3 separate regions of the Sus scrofa genome follow, and regions 2 and 3 are each linked to region 1. A link is a contact called in public Hi-C data. All regions are on one chromosome and are shown on one strand. Each heading gives the region's core, a stretch centred on a gene start, on an enhancer-like site or on the middle of the called end of the contact. The rest is flanking DNA. Distances are from core to core; before and after follow the strand shown.

The links. Hi-C and Micro-C count contacts between places; a contact is called where the count stands out from the background.
Region 2: a Hi-C map of skeletal muscle shows a contact between it and region 1, with 4 times the contacts expected there. The contact joins the enhancer-like site here to the promoter of TMUB2 in region 1. A contact is called at or near these places in 5 of 47 Hi-C or Micro-C datasets (embryonic fibroblasts, fetal liver, heart right ventricle and 2 more) and 2 of 2 datasets of contacts at active chromatin or transcription factors (alveolar macrophages and skeletal muscle).
Region 3: a contact with region 1 is called in a Hi-C map of liver, with 7 times the contacts expected there. The contact joins the promoter of LSM12 here to the promoter of TMUB2 in region 1. A contact is called at or near these places in 2 of 5 promoter capture datasets (fetal liver and liver), 6 of 47 Hi-C or Micro-C datasets (embryonic fibroblasts, heart right ventricle, liver and 1 more) and 2 of 2 datasets of contacts at active chromatin or transcription factors (alveolar macrophages and skeletal muscle).

What each region holds. Positions count from the first base shown.
Region 1 is chr12:19,022,182-19,026,013 of Sscrofa11.1, forward strand. TMUB2 (transmembrane and ubiquitin-like domain-containing protein 2) reads right to left here and starts at 2,044. Exons shown (of 3, transcript XM_021066887.1): 1 at 1,902-2,044.
Region 2 is chr12:19,100,569-19,104,609 of Sscrofa11.1, forward strand. HDAC5 (histone deacetylase 5) reads left to right here. Exons shown (of 27, transcript XM_021066892.1): 4 at 3,356-3,615; 5 at 3,708-3,852; 6 at 3,964-4,041. Among named protein-coding and RNA genes, the nearest start is that of G6PC3, 24 kb to the right of the region's middle. Within about 2 kb of position 2,168, at least 57 of the 83 cell types and tissues checked have an H3K27ac peak or open chromatin away from gene starts, as enhancers often do. A contact at or near this core is called in alveolar macrophages, embryonic fibroblasts, fetal liver and 2 more, where this site is marked.
Region 3 is chr12:19,127,338-19,131,486 of Sscrofa11.1, forward strand. It overlaps LSM12 (protein LSM12 homolog), which reads left to right and starts at 1,293. Exons shown (of 5, transcript XM_021066900.1): 1 at 1,293-1,504; 2 at 3,553-3,686. The coding sequence starts at 1,381.

The sequences.
Region 1 (3,832 bases), core at 794-3,293:
TGTTGCTGCTACTGCTACTGTTTGTTGCTTTTTGACAGGTAGGGAAGACACTGGCTTCTTTGAGACCTAAGTTTCTCTAGGATTTCTACCACTCGGTAAAACAACGACGACACCTCCCTGGCAAAAGGCCTCCAAGGCAGCTTCAGAGAGACTAAAGAAGCCTGGAATATTTTACTTGGGGGTCCTTTTGGGAGGCACAGCACGGCCACTCTGGCCAGGTTATCTCATTTGAACCCAATCTCATTCATGGTCATGGATTTAGGTCCAGCTGTTAAGAGCCGAAGAAAATTAATCTATCATCAAAAGCAAAGCCAGGAGTTCCCACTCTGGCACAAGAGGATCGGCAGTGTCTCTGCGGTGCCAGGATGTAGGTTCGATCCCTGGGCCGACTGGGCCGGAACAGTGGTTAAGGATCCGGTGTTGCCATAGCTGCGGCGTAGGTGGCAACTGTGGCTGGGATCTGAGCCCTGGCTCGGGAACTCCTCCATATGCCTTGGGGCAACCAAAAAAGAAAAAAAAGCAAAGTGAGACCACCTCAAAGGGACAACTCTGTAGGGGCCATCACTAGACCCTATGCAGCAGACACTGTGTCTGCCTCCTCTTGAAATTCTCCTGGCAGTGAAGCAGGACACACACACAGAAACACCACCCTCCTGGGTTACCACAGGCTCACAACTACAAAACCGCTACCTGCGTGGAACTAATTTGGACAAGATTCCAAATGGCTCTCACAATCCATTTTGCAATCTTTCTTCTTGTAAGGTGGCCTCCTCCCTTGGCAGTGTCTTAGAAAGGCAGTAAGGATCTCTATTGCTCCTTGGAGTCCCTACTCTTTCCCTTTGAGATCTGCTGCTTTCATAGCTGTCCCTGGGCAAATCCCATCTAATGACTGTCGTTACCAGCCTGTTCTCACAGCATCTATAAAACTTCATTATACTTATCTACCTGTCCATCTCTCTACCAGACTCCTGGAAGACAAGGATCACATGTATTTTTCTGTGTCTCATAGAGCCCAACATAATCCCATAGCAGTTGCTCAAAGAATATCTGTGGAATATATCAACATCTGAATAATTTCCAATAGTACATGGGCCTTGGAGTCAGAAAACAAATAAACAAACCCAAACTACAAACCCCGTCTTGCCTCTTACTAGCTCTGTAACCTTAAATTCCTCGGGGCCTCAGCGTTCTCATCGGTAAAATGGGATTAAAAATAGTACCTACCTCATAAGGTCGTTTTGAAGATGAGGAGAGATCATCGAAGCAAAATACTTAGCACAGTGCCCAGCACATTGCAATTGTTCAGTAACAAATAGTAGCAATCATTTATCACTCTCACAACTAACCCCTGATGGTAAGGTTAATATCATTAACCCTGACTTACAGAAAAGAAAACTGCGGCGAATAGAGGCAAACACGACTGGCACAGGCACAGGGAACTTTTGTGGGAGGGGCCGGGCAAGACCCCAGGTCTCCCTCGGCGGAGGCCTTTGCTCTCTCCTCAATCTGTGAGCGACCCTTGATGGCGCGGTGAGGAAGGGTCCCCGATCCTGCCTATCTGAAGCGAAGGCTCCGCGTTTGGGCGGTCCTATTCCCGCGACGCTGGGGAGGGGTCCGTAGGTCCAGCCGAGCCGAAAGGCTGTCTATTCCCCGCCACAGTTCCCAGACCCAGTTCTTCCGGCCCAAGAGGGGTAAGGGAGGGTGAGGGGGTCACAAACCATCCACACCCCTCAAACTTCGGGGCGGGGCCGGGGAACTGGGGGCGGGGCTTGAGTACGCGGGGGAACATGGGAAATTAAAGGGGGACTGGACCGGTACCGCACCTGGATAAGGAAGGAGGTCCTCACCTGAAACGGCCAAACTAAGTGTTTTGACTTCGTCAAGACGGCCCATGGACTCACCTTTCTTTAGGGAATCGGGGAGGGGGCTGACTAGCCCCAATTCTGTTCAGGGTCCAGTCTCTTCCGGCTTCTCCCGGAAGCTGTTAGAACCAGAGACAGGAAGTTCCGCCTCTGCGCCTTGCACTGATGACGAAAAGCTACGTAAAGCGGGCTGACGTAAACGTATTCTTTAAATAAAAGGGACAGGTTTCTCGGCGGAAGGAGGGGCGGAGTCGTTGTTGGCGGGATCCTGGCCCTCCCGGGGCCGAGCCACGCCTGGTGGGCGGGGCCTAAAGAGCTAGGGGTGAGGAGTGGGCCCTGGAGGGAATTAGGGGAGGTGCTTGGGTAAGGGGCGTGGCTCCGCGTCTGGACGTCAAAGCTGGATGGCACCTCTGGGCAATCTAGAGCTACCCTTTCCTCTTTCGCAGCTTTCTCTATCCGGTCTTGCTCCCAACTTCCCAGACTGATTGGACTTATTACTGTCCAACAACGCGCACTGAGCTCTGGGTTAGCGGAATCAGCAGGCACTGGTCTTTCTGAGCGCCACGAGTTCAAATCAGGGCTCAGTCGGGAGCCAGGCGAGGAGACGATTTAGTAACCAACCATTCGGTGTTTCGAGATTGCGGCTCCAGATAGTGTGGCACCTTGGTAAATAAGGTGAGAAAGCATTTCAAAGAAGGCACTGATTTTTTTTCTAGGCTTGGGGTACAGGAATGGCAAGAGCCCCCAAAAAGACAGGTTTAATTTACAAGAATTTATCTGGATTTTTGCAATTAAATTTTGTTCTAAAGAGGTTCTGTGGTTTTTGCTGTTTTCCGGAGCTGCCTATGTGACCTACACCACAATTCACAGGAACAACAGATCCTTAACCCACTGAGTGATGCCAGGGATCGAACCTGCAACCTCTGGGTTGCTAGTCGGATTTGTTTCCAATGCTCCAGGATGGGAACTCCATAAGTGTTATCTTTTGTTGTTGTTTTGTTTTGTTTTTAGGGCCACCTTCGTGGCATACGGAGGTTCCCAGGCACTAGGGGTGGAATTGGAGCTGTAGCTGTGGCCTATACCACAGACCCAGGATCCCAGGATCTGAGCCTCATCTGCGACCTACACCACAGCTCCTGGCAACACAGGGTCCTTAACCCACTGCGAAAGACCAGGGATCGAACTGGCTTCCTCATGGATACTAGTCGTGTTCATTAACCACTGAGCCACGAAGGGAACTACTCTGGTGAACTATGGATTGAAGAAGTATAAATAATGCAGATGGTCAAGCTAAAAAGCGAAAAGCTCAATAGTTTTCACCACAGAACAGACCAGGGGAACCAGGTCTTAAGAAATAAAAAGATACCCCAAAACCTCCCTTCAGTCCTCTTCCAGCCACTATCTTCCAAAGAGAAGTCACTATTGGAGCGGAAACAAACCAACTAGGAACCATGAGGTTGTGGGTTTGATCCCCTGCTTTCAATTCTTTTGTCTGACTTCTTTTGATTAACATTGTGTTTGTGAAATAAATGGTGCAGTTTTAATTTCTGCATAAATGTGCCTTTTGGGTTTAAAGTGTAGTTTTCTTTCTTTCTTTTTCTTTCTTTCTTTTTTTTTTTTTTTTTTTTTTTGACTGCCCCCTGGTAGATGGAGTTCCCAGGCCAGAGATGAGATCCAAGCCAAAATCTCCACCTTCACCACAGCTGTGGCAGTGCCAGACCCTTAACCCACTGTGCCAGGCTGGGGATCAAACCTGTGTCCCAGTGCTGCAGAGACACTGCCAATCCCATTGCAATACAGTAGGAACTCCAAGTTTGGTATTTTTATTTTGATGAACACGAGAGAGAGCAGGGCATCAGGCTCAGTTAAAGAAAATTTTCAAGAATGAGTACAGATTTACCAAGCAAATTTCCAAACAGAGAGAAGAGCAGTTTCAGGGGCTCTCAATGAATATTTGAGCACTGAGTTGG
Region 2 (4,041 bases), core at 918-3,417, 79 kb after region 1:
AGACTCCTGTCCGCATTGTACCCCTCTAAGCTAGAGCCTGGATGTGCGGGGACATGCTGATGGCTGTCTCCCAGCTGCCTGGGCTGGGGCTTCTCTGCGGAGGCAGTGATGGTTAGTCCTCCCGGGGGCCAGAGGACAGGAGGGCTGTTGCTGCTTGTCCCTAAGGCCCGCTCTCCCAGGAGGCAGGGTCAGAGTCCCCGGAAGAAGTGGAGCATGGAGCTGGCAGACCTGGGCCCTTCTGTCTCCCTCTGCAGGAGGTCCCTGCTTCAGGTGCTGCCTTCCTCTCTGACATCCTGCAGCCACGGGGTAGGGGGACCACCCAGAGCTGTGCCTCCCATGTGACCCTACCCTAGCCTGTCCTTGCCAGACTCTCCAGCCTGTCCTCTTAGGCACCAGCGCCCTCCGCCTCCTTTCGTCCCTTTCCGGAGGTCCTCCCCTCTTCCTCAGGCCACCAGGCGGCGGTCAAGAGTCTCCTCCTATCAGGACACACCCATCTCCCCTTCCAGGTGCCTGGATCTCATGGCAGCCACTGCCATCTGCCCTGCTCATGCCAGTCTGGCAGAGGGCACAGATCCTCAACGGGCGGCACGGTTAGCCGGACTCTAGGTTTTGTGCCCAGAAAACCTCATTTGGGGGGCTCTGTGCCTCTCTCCCCCCTTGCCGTGACTCTAGCTGCCCAGCCACGGCTCCTTCCATCTGGGATGGAGCCAGGTTACTACCTGGCTCACCCACGGGGTGCTGCATCCTTTCCAGGCCCCATGGGGCCCGCAGATTAATATTCTCGAGTCGCCTGTGCTTCCTGCTTGTGTGGGAACAAGGCTGTGTGGCGGAGCCCGCTGGCCGCCCCACCACCTGCATACCAATGGGGCTGCAGCTCCCACTGCAGCGCAGGACCTAGCATCTTGGCTGCGGCGGTGGCGGCTGTGCAGGAGCCCTGCTAGGAGAGTCCCCTTGCCGGAGCCCGTGCCCTCTCTGCAGGGCTCCTGCAAGGGAAGCCAGCATGGCTGGCGGGAGTTCCAGCCCAAGCAGGGTTATCTGCTGGGAGCCAGGAGTGCTTGGACCCCTGCCCTTCCCTGGGCGGGCGGGCTGGCATCCGGCTCCCGCAGCCCCAGCACTGCCGGGAGCAGCAGGTTGAAGCCTGTCCACCTCTTGGCTGAGCGATCTGAGTGCCACGGGCCAAGCCAGCCTTGCCGAGGAACGGATAACTCTCTAGCAGCATGGGGCCTTGCTGAGCATTTCCAGGGCCGGGGATACCTGAGGCTGGCTGCTGGCTCCTTGCTGCCACCCTGCTTTTGCACCCTGCAAAGGGCCGGCCACTTCTAGGAGGGCCCCCTGCAGTTTCCAAGGGCCTTTCCTCCTGGTTCTGGGTTGGGAGGGAAAGCGAGTGAGCCTGTGTGTGTGTGTGTGTGTGTGTGTGTAACCCCACCCTCCTGGCCACATCTGGCCACTCCTGCAGATGTGGCTCTGGCATTGTGGCCGCAGAGTCGTCAGTGTGGCTGGCGGGCAGACCACAGAGGAATGTGCTTGGCGGTGCTGGGGGGAGAAGGGCTGGGGGTGGGGTGCCATGTTACACTCAGGCCACCTCCCACTCCCGGCTCCGGGGGTCCCGGGGCCCAAGTTCAGCCATGAAGGTAGCACGGCCTTGGCCTTCGGCAGGCTTTGCCCTTGCTTTGGTGACGCTCATTCTGCAGGCTCCCTGAGGAGATCCGAGCTCATAGACTGCAATGGGTGTGGGAGCCTTTCCGAGCTCAGCCCTTAGCACCTCCTCCCAGCTCCCTCTCCACTCCTGATAAGGGGTGGCGGTGGGGGCCTGGGCACAGGCCTGCTCATGAGGCCGAGGCCGCAGAGACGATGGCAGCCCTCAGGATAGCAGGGTCTTTTCTTCTCCAGGCCTGGGCTGGAGAGGGCCTCCCTGCCCTCGGAAAGTCTTCCCCGCTACCCGTGGCCTCCCTGGGCCAGAGTGGGGAACGTGAGCCATGTCTTTGGGAAAAGAAATGGAAGAGAAACAAGCCGGCTGGGCCCTGCCTCTCTCACTTCCTCCTTCCTGGGCCGTGGGTAGCCTGCCTTCCCTTTCCTGCTGGTGTCGGGAGGCTTCGTGGAGTGTGGGCTGGGCTTGGGGCTCCCCGCTGGCGTGGTGTTTGCCCGGTTGCCCTGGCAACCACAGGGCAGGGGTGGGGAGTGACATTCAGTGACCGGAGGACAGTGTACAGGGATCAAGAGGTCGAGACCTGTCCTTCCCATTGGCCCACTGGAACCCTTGCCCCTCCCGGGGACCCCTCGGCCCATTGTCTGCCTGGAGACCCGGACCCTGCGCGTCCGGGTCTTGGTCTTGGGCCCCGGCCGGTCCCTCCCCCACTTTCCCCTTCCCAGCGGGTTCTCCCTGGGATCTGGCCGCAGTGCCAGCCCCCGCCCCCTGCCACTGCCCTTCTTCCTGTCTGATTCCCTTTCCTTTCCTGCCTTCTCCTCCTCCCACCTCCTCCCCGCGCCGCCCGCCCATTCTCTCTCTCCTTCCCCCTCCCCCCAGGCACAGCTGCTGTTTGGCTCGCTCTATATATAGCGGCATTTTCAGGGTAATTACAATAAAACTGTTGAAAGGAGATAATCCAGCAAAGGAAGCAAGTCTGACTCCCAGCCCCCTCCTGCCCCTGGTCGGGTGCAGCCCCGCACCCCCCTGGTCCTGCGGCCTCCTGCTCCCGCCCCGCCCCCTCTTCCCAGAGCCTCACCCTCCCGCCCCATCTGCCCCAGCTGGGTGTGGGGCAGAGAAAAGGGCAGCAGATGGGCATGGCCAGAGGGTCCCCACAGACCTATCCTGGGCTTACCGAGAGCCCTGGTTGCCAGCTCCATCATTTCTAGAACCCACCATTGTGCCTCAGTTTCTCCTCTTGTGTAGACTTCTTGGCCGGAAGGGTGTGGGGTTGAGAGGTGGGGGAGGAAGCACCTTTTGCTTTAGAAGCAAAGGATTTGGATTGACATCTTCATTCCTTGATCACCTGTCTGCTGGTCTTTGGTCATGTTACTTAAACCCCTCTGCTAGGTTTCCTTATCAATAAAGTCAGTCTCGTAAAATGCCCGGTGGCCTTAATGGTCAGTGACAATATTGTGTCTGGAGCCCTCGCAACCTTCCAGGTACCCTGCTTTGCTTTTGCCCATTTTCTTATCGAAGTACATGCCTTCCAGCTCATTTAATGAAGGCAGAAGGTGTCATCCAGGGAGCAGAGGGATTTGGCTACCCCCCCCAATCCTCTTTGGGTCTAATAGTCCTGCCTGGTAGCTTTCTGAGCCCCAGGCAAGGCTGCCAGGCCTGGTGGGGTCTGGGATTGGCCTGCTGACCCCCTTCCTGTCTCTTCTCCTGCAGTGGAGGTGAAGCCGGTGCTGCCAGGAGCCATGCCCAGCTCCATGGGGGGCGGGGGAGGAGGCAGCCCCAGCCCCGTGGAGCTTCGGGGTGCTCTGGCAGGCCCCGTGGACCCCGCGCTGCGGGAGCAGCAACTCCAGCAGGAGCTCCTGGCGCTCAAGCAGCAGCAGCAGCTGCAGAAGCAGCTCCTGTTCGCTGAGTTCCAGAAACAGCACGACCACCTGACCCGGCAGCATGAGGTCCAGCTGCAGAAGCACCTCAAGGTGAGCGAGGGGGGTGCGGGGGGGCCACCCAGACGTCCGACCCCCGCCCGGACCTGGCTCACCCTGCCTCCCTCCCCCCTGCACCCCTGCAGCAGCAGCAGGAGATGCTGGCAGCCAAGAGGCAGCAGGAGCTGGAGCAGCAGCGGCAGCGGGAGCAGCAACGGCAGGAGGAGCTGGAGAAGCAGCGGCTGGAGCAGCAGCTGCTCATCCTGCGAAACAAGGAGAAGAGCAAAGAGAGTAAGGCCTAGGGCCTCCTGGGGCTGGCCTGGACTCCCACCCCACCCGGGCAGCCCCGGTTGTGGGGGTCCTGGCTGCGACCTCCCAGGTCAGCTGTGCCCTGTCCTGCAGGTGCCATCGCCAGCACTGAGGTGAAGCTGAGGCTCCAGGAATTCCTCCTGTCGAAGTCAAAGGAGCCCACACCAGGCG
Region 3 (4,149 bases), core at 43-2,542, 100 kb after region 1:
TCCAGGAATCTTTTTCTAACAGTGCCTGGCAACCATTTATGAAAATCAACAATGACAACATTGCATAAAAAGTGGAGTGGCAGTTATTTATGACTTATGGGGGAGACATGAAGATTCTCTGAAAAACGCAAGGATGAGGGATTTGAATGTTTATTTCTATTAAAATGATTATACTAATATTGACCCAACATTAGGAAGTTGATGGCTCTTGCAAGGCAAGGAAAAATTTTTGAACTTTGTTCAGGTTAAGAAGTGTCAGGTCTGGCCCTTTGTGTCCCTCCCTCTGCCTGTTGTTATTTAGACGTGAGGCTCCAGAATTTCTATAGTGGAGGGGTAGATGGGTTAGGGATGGTAATTTGCAATAGTAGGGCTTGAAAATGCATCTGCATGGTACTTACACGTTAGGAAAATTGTTTTTGATCTTAGATAGTCATTAATAGGGAGCCCCAAACTCCTGCTCCATGGCTACAGTTGTCCCTACCACTGCTCCTCACTCTTTGCTTGGTTTTCTGGAGGAGGGGACAAGACCGGAGATGGGGAAGAATTTTGAGTTCCAAGGGTGAGGGGTGATGGCAGAGATACTACCATTTACTAAGGACCTACTACATGCCATGCATTTGTACTCGTTATTTTTTTTATCTTCCACTCCTCCCAAAGTCTCTATGAGGTATTGTCTAATATAGCATAGCAGTAAATAGCACTCTCTTTGGAAACAGGTAGATGGAATCTTTGCTAGTTGTGCGACCTTGGAAAAAGTTTAGCCTAAGACTTAGTTTCTTCATCTATAAAATGAGAATATTGACTTCTACATCGAAGGGTTGTTGGGTGCTCAATAGCGACAATACATACGGAGTAAAGAAACAGGATCAGGTTTAATAATTTGCTCAAGGTCATATAACTCAGTGGAATACTGATTCCAGTTTAGCCAATTCGACAGCCAAAGTCCTTTCCACTACCACTTTATAACTAGGTATAATCGTTTTGAGCAAGTTTTGATGAGTTTTCTGGGACTTCGATTCCTCATATGTAAAATACAGAGTTCATTCATTAAACTCTTGCGTCTAGGCGTGAACGTAATGAAGATTGCAGTTCCCTCCTCCTTCCTTTTTTTATTCTACATAGGTCATTTATCTTTAACTTCTAAAATGGACCCTGCAAACACTTCACCAAGTGGGCGCAGCTGCACAAACATAATTATTTAGATTCCTCTTTATTTCCTCGTCTACCCTCTTCCACCTAGGATCCCGCCCCACCCAACCCAGGCCACGCCCTGGCGTGTGACGTCAGCACGCCTCGTGCGTCGCGGCGCGGCGCTCACTGGGGGCCCGGCTTTCGCCCGCTGCTGCCGCCGCTGCCGCCGGCCGCGGCTGCTCTCCCAAGATGGCGGCTCCTCCGGGCGAGTACTTCAGCGTTGGGAGCCAGGTGTCGTGCCGGACGTGCCAGGAGCAGCGGCTGCAGGGCGAGGTGGTAGCCTTCGACTACCAGTCCAAAATGCTGGCTTTAAGTATCCTTCCCTGCGCGGAGCCCAAGGCCGGGCCGGCGTGTATGTGCGGTGGTGGTGGGGGGGCGGGGGACGACAGCGGTGGCTGGGGCCTCTCCGGGCCTAGGGGCGACCGGCTACCGCGGCGCTCGGAGCGCATGCGCGCGGCCCTGAGCTCCCCTCCCCCTCTCGCGGGTCCCTCGGTCCGCGGTGGGGACCCTGTCCCCCACGCGTTGTGGGAGCTGGGCCCCGTACGAGGGTGGGTGGGTGGAGGGGGCTTGACACGCGGGTGGCTTTTCGGGACGAACGCTAGGAGAGAGGACACAGTGATTAGAAGAGGGGTGGTCGTGGGAGGGGGCTGGGGAATGGAGCCCGGATGGAGGCGGGGAGGGTAAAATCCTGTGGGGACGGGGTGTGCAGAGTAAGGAACTGCTAGTGGGACAAGGGTATGGAGTTTAGGTGGTTTGTCTGCTGATGGGATTTCGTCCAAGAAAGGGCGGTGGGGTAGTGACCAAATGGGTCTCTCCTTTTTGGGGGGAGAGTAAGTGCAGGATAGGAGTTTGTATCTGAACTGGGGATGGGGCTTGTTTTCCTGGTGCTTGTGTGTGTGCTTGTGGTGCCAGTGGGGGCGGGGAGTGCTGAATTTTGGGCTTCTCAGTCATATGGAAATTGCTATTTTGGGGATGTTTGTGTTGGAAACCTGGTGCAGAGAGAGGACCACGTTTTTCGGGGGCTTATGTATCGATGTATGGGTTACAGGTGAAAGAGTAAGTTATATTCTCTTGCTCAGCCCAGCGCATGGAATCCTGATTTTCCATAGTAGTAGCCTTCCCTTTGGAAAGTGGCAGTGTTAGAATGGAAAAAGTAGCCTCTTCGGGGTGGAAATGATTTCTGAATTACTCCAGGAAAGTCATTCTTGGAAACAAAATACTTCCTGGTTGTAATAAATGTGCCACCCCTTCCCCTCTTATTTGAGCCACAGGTGGGTTTATTTGGCTTTTTTTTTTCTTGGAGTAATTTTTTAATGGCACCTTTCAAAAGGAAGTTTCTTTCTGAGTCAGTTGCTTTTGAGTGGCAAGTGTTTTAATTTATTTAACCACTAGTCCTAGATTTCTAGCTTAGGAAGATGTCCTTTGAAACTAATTACAGCAAGAATAGTTTTGTTTTTGTTTTTGCTTTTTTTTAGGGCTGTACCCAACAGCATATGAAAGTTCTCAGCCTAGGGGTCTAATTGGAGCTACAGCAGCTGGCCTTCTTCACAGCCACAGCAACGTGGGATCCAAGTGGTGTCTGCGACCTACACCACAGTTCATGGCATTGCCAGACCCCTGACGCACTGAGCGAGACCAGTGATCAAACCCATATCCTCATGGATACTAGTTGGATTGTTTCTTCTGCACCACAATGGGAACTACTTTGTTGTGTTTTTTAAATACAAGAATACATACCTGGATTAAAGACCATTTACATTACTGGTTTAATTGGAGGGGTTTTGGAATGAGAAATTACTCAGCTTTTAATTGATATACAGTATGCTCTTAAATGGTCAGAGAATGAGTGAGTGAGTGAATGAATGGATGGGTTAACTAGCTGGGTCACCTTGAGTGAGCTTCCTTTCCAGTGCTGTAGTTTTTTCCTGCAAAATGGGAAATCTCAAATCTGAAAAAGTGAAAAGAGCACTGTTCAGATATAGGAAGGATACCAAGAACAGAAAGTACTTGCTCTCCTGTGTGGTTCATTAGGTTCAAGGCAAACAGTATACTTACAGCATTAAAACTACGTCAAGCCTCTGCATAAAACCAGCAGAGAGAAGGTGACAGAAACCCTGTTGAGGCTTCCAATTTTGGATTGTGTTTTCCTTTGAAAAGCTTGAGATCCCTTGGTCGTGGGGTTGATCGGGAGGAAGGTGACAGGCAGAGATTTCCTGAGGAGAGCTGATTCTCCTGAGGCCACCCTCTTGCTTGTGGCATACCTTTTACACAAGTCATGTGTGAATTGTGTTTTCCATGTCCCTTTGGAATGTGTTAGTGCTCTGCTTCCCCCAATTTTCCTTAACTTTATTTTCTCACCAGAATGTCCCTCTTCCAGTGGAAAGCCCAACCACGCAGACATCTTGCTCATAAACTTACAGTATGTTTCAGAAGTGGAAATAATTAATGACCGAACAGAAACCCCTCCTCCCCTAGCTTCACTCAATGTTAGTAAGGTAAGGACTTGAGGGCAGTTCTGGCTCTCCAAAATGATGGGAAATTTGAGTCTCATTGAGTCTTGGTGGCACATACATTGTCCATTGTTTTTTCATTTTTTTCACTAATTTACAATTGCTTGTATTTTCGGAAAAATATAGCAGTTTAGTTTTTCTGTTTATTCCTGGATATCTTCAGATTTTAAGAAATGTCTTAATGCCCAAATGGGGAAATAGAGTTGAGAGCTGGCTTTTGTCCTTTGGGAGAGGGCTTGTTTTTACTTCTTAACCTGGAGTCCATATGCATGAACTTGATGTTGGTGGGGTGTTGCTTCTCAACCTCCTGAAATTGTGTGTTTGTGCACAAGTGAGTTTATGTGTTTCCTGGGTGAAGATCTGAAGTATTTTTCAGGTTCTCAGGAATTCATGACCTACAAAGATTTGAAAACCACTGCACTAGAGCTTCATTTTTGTTTTTATGTTT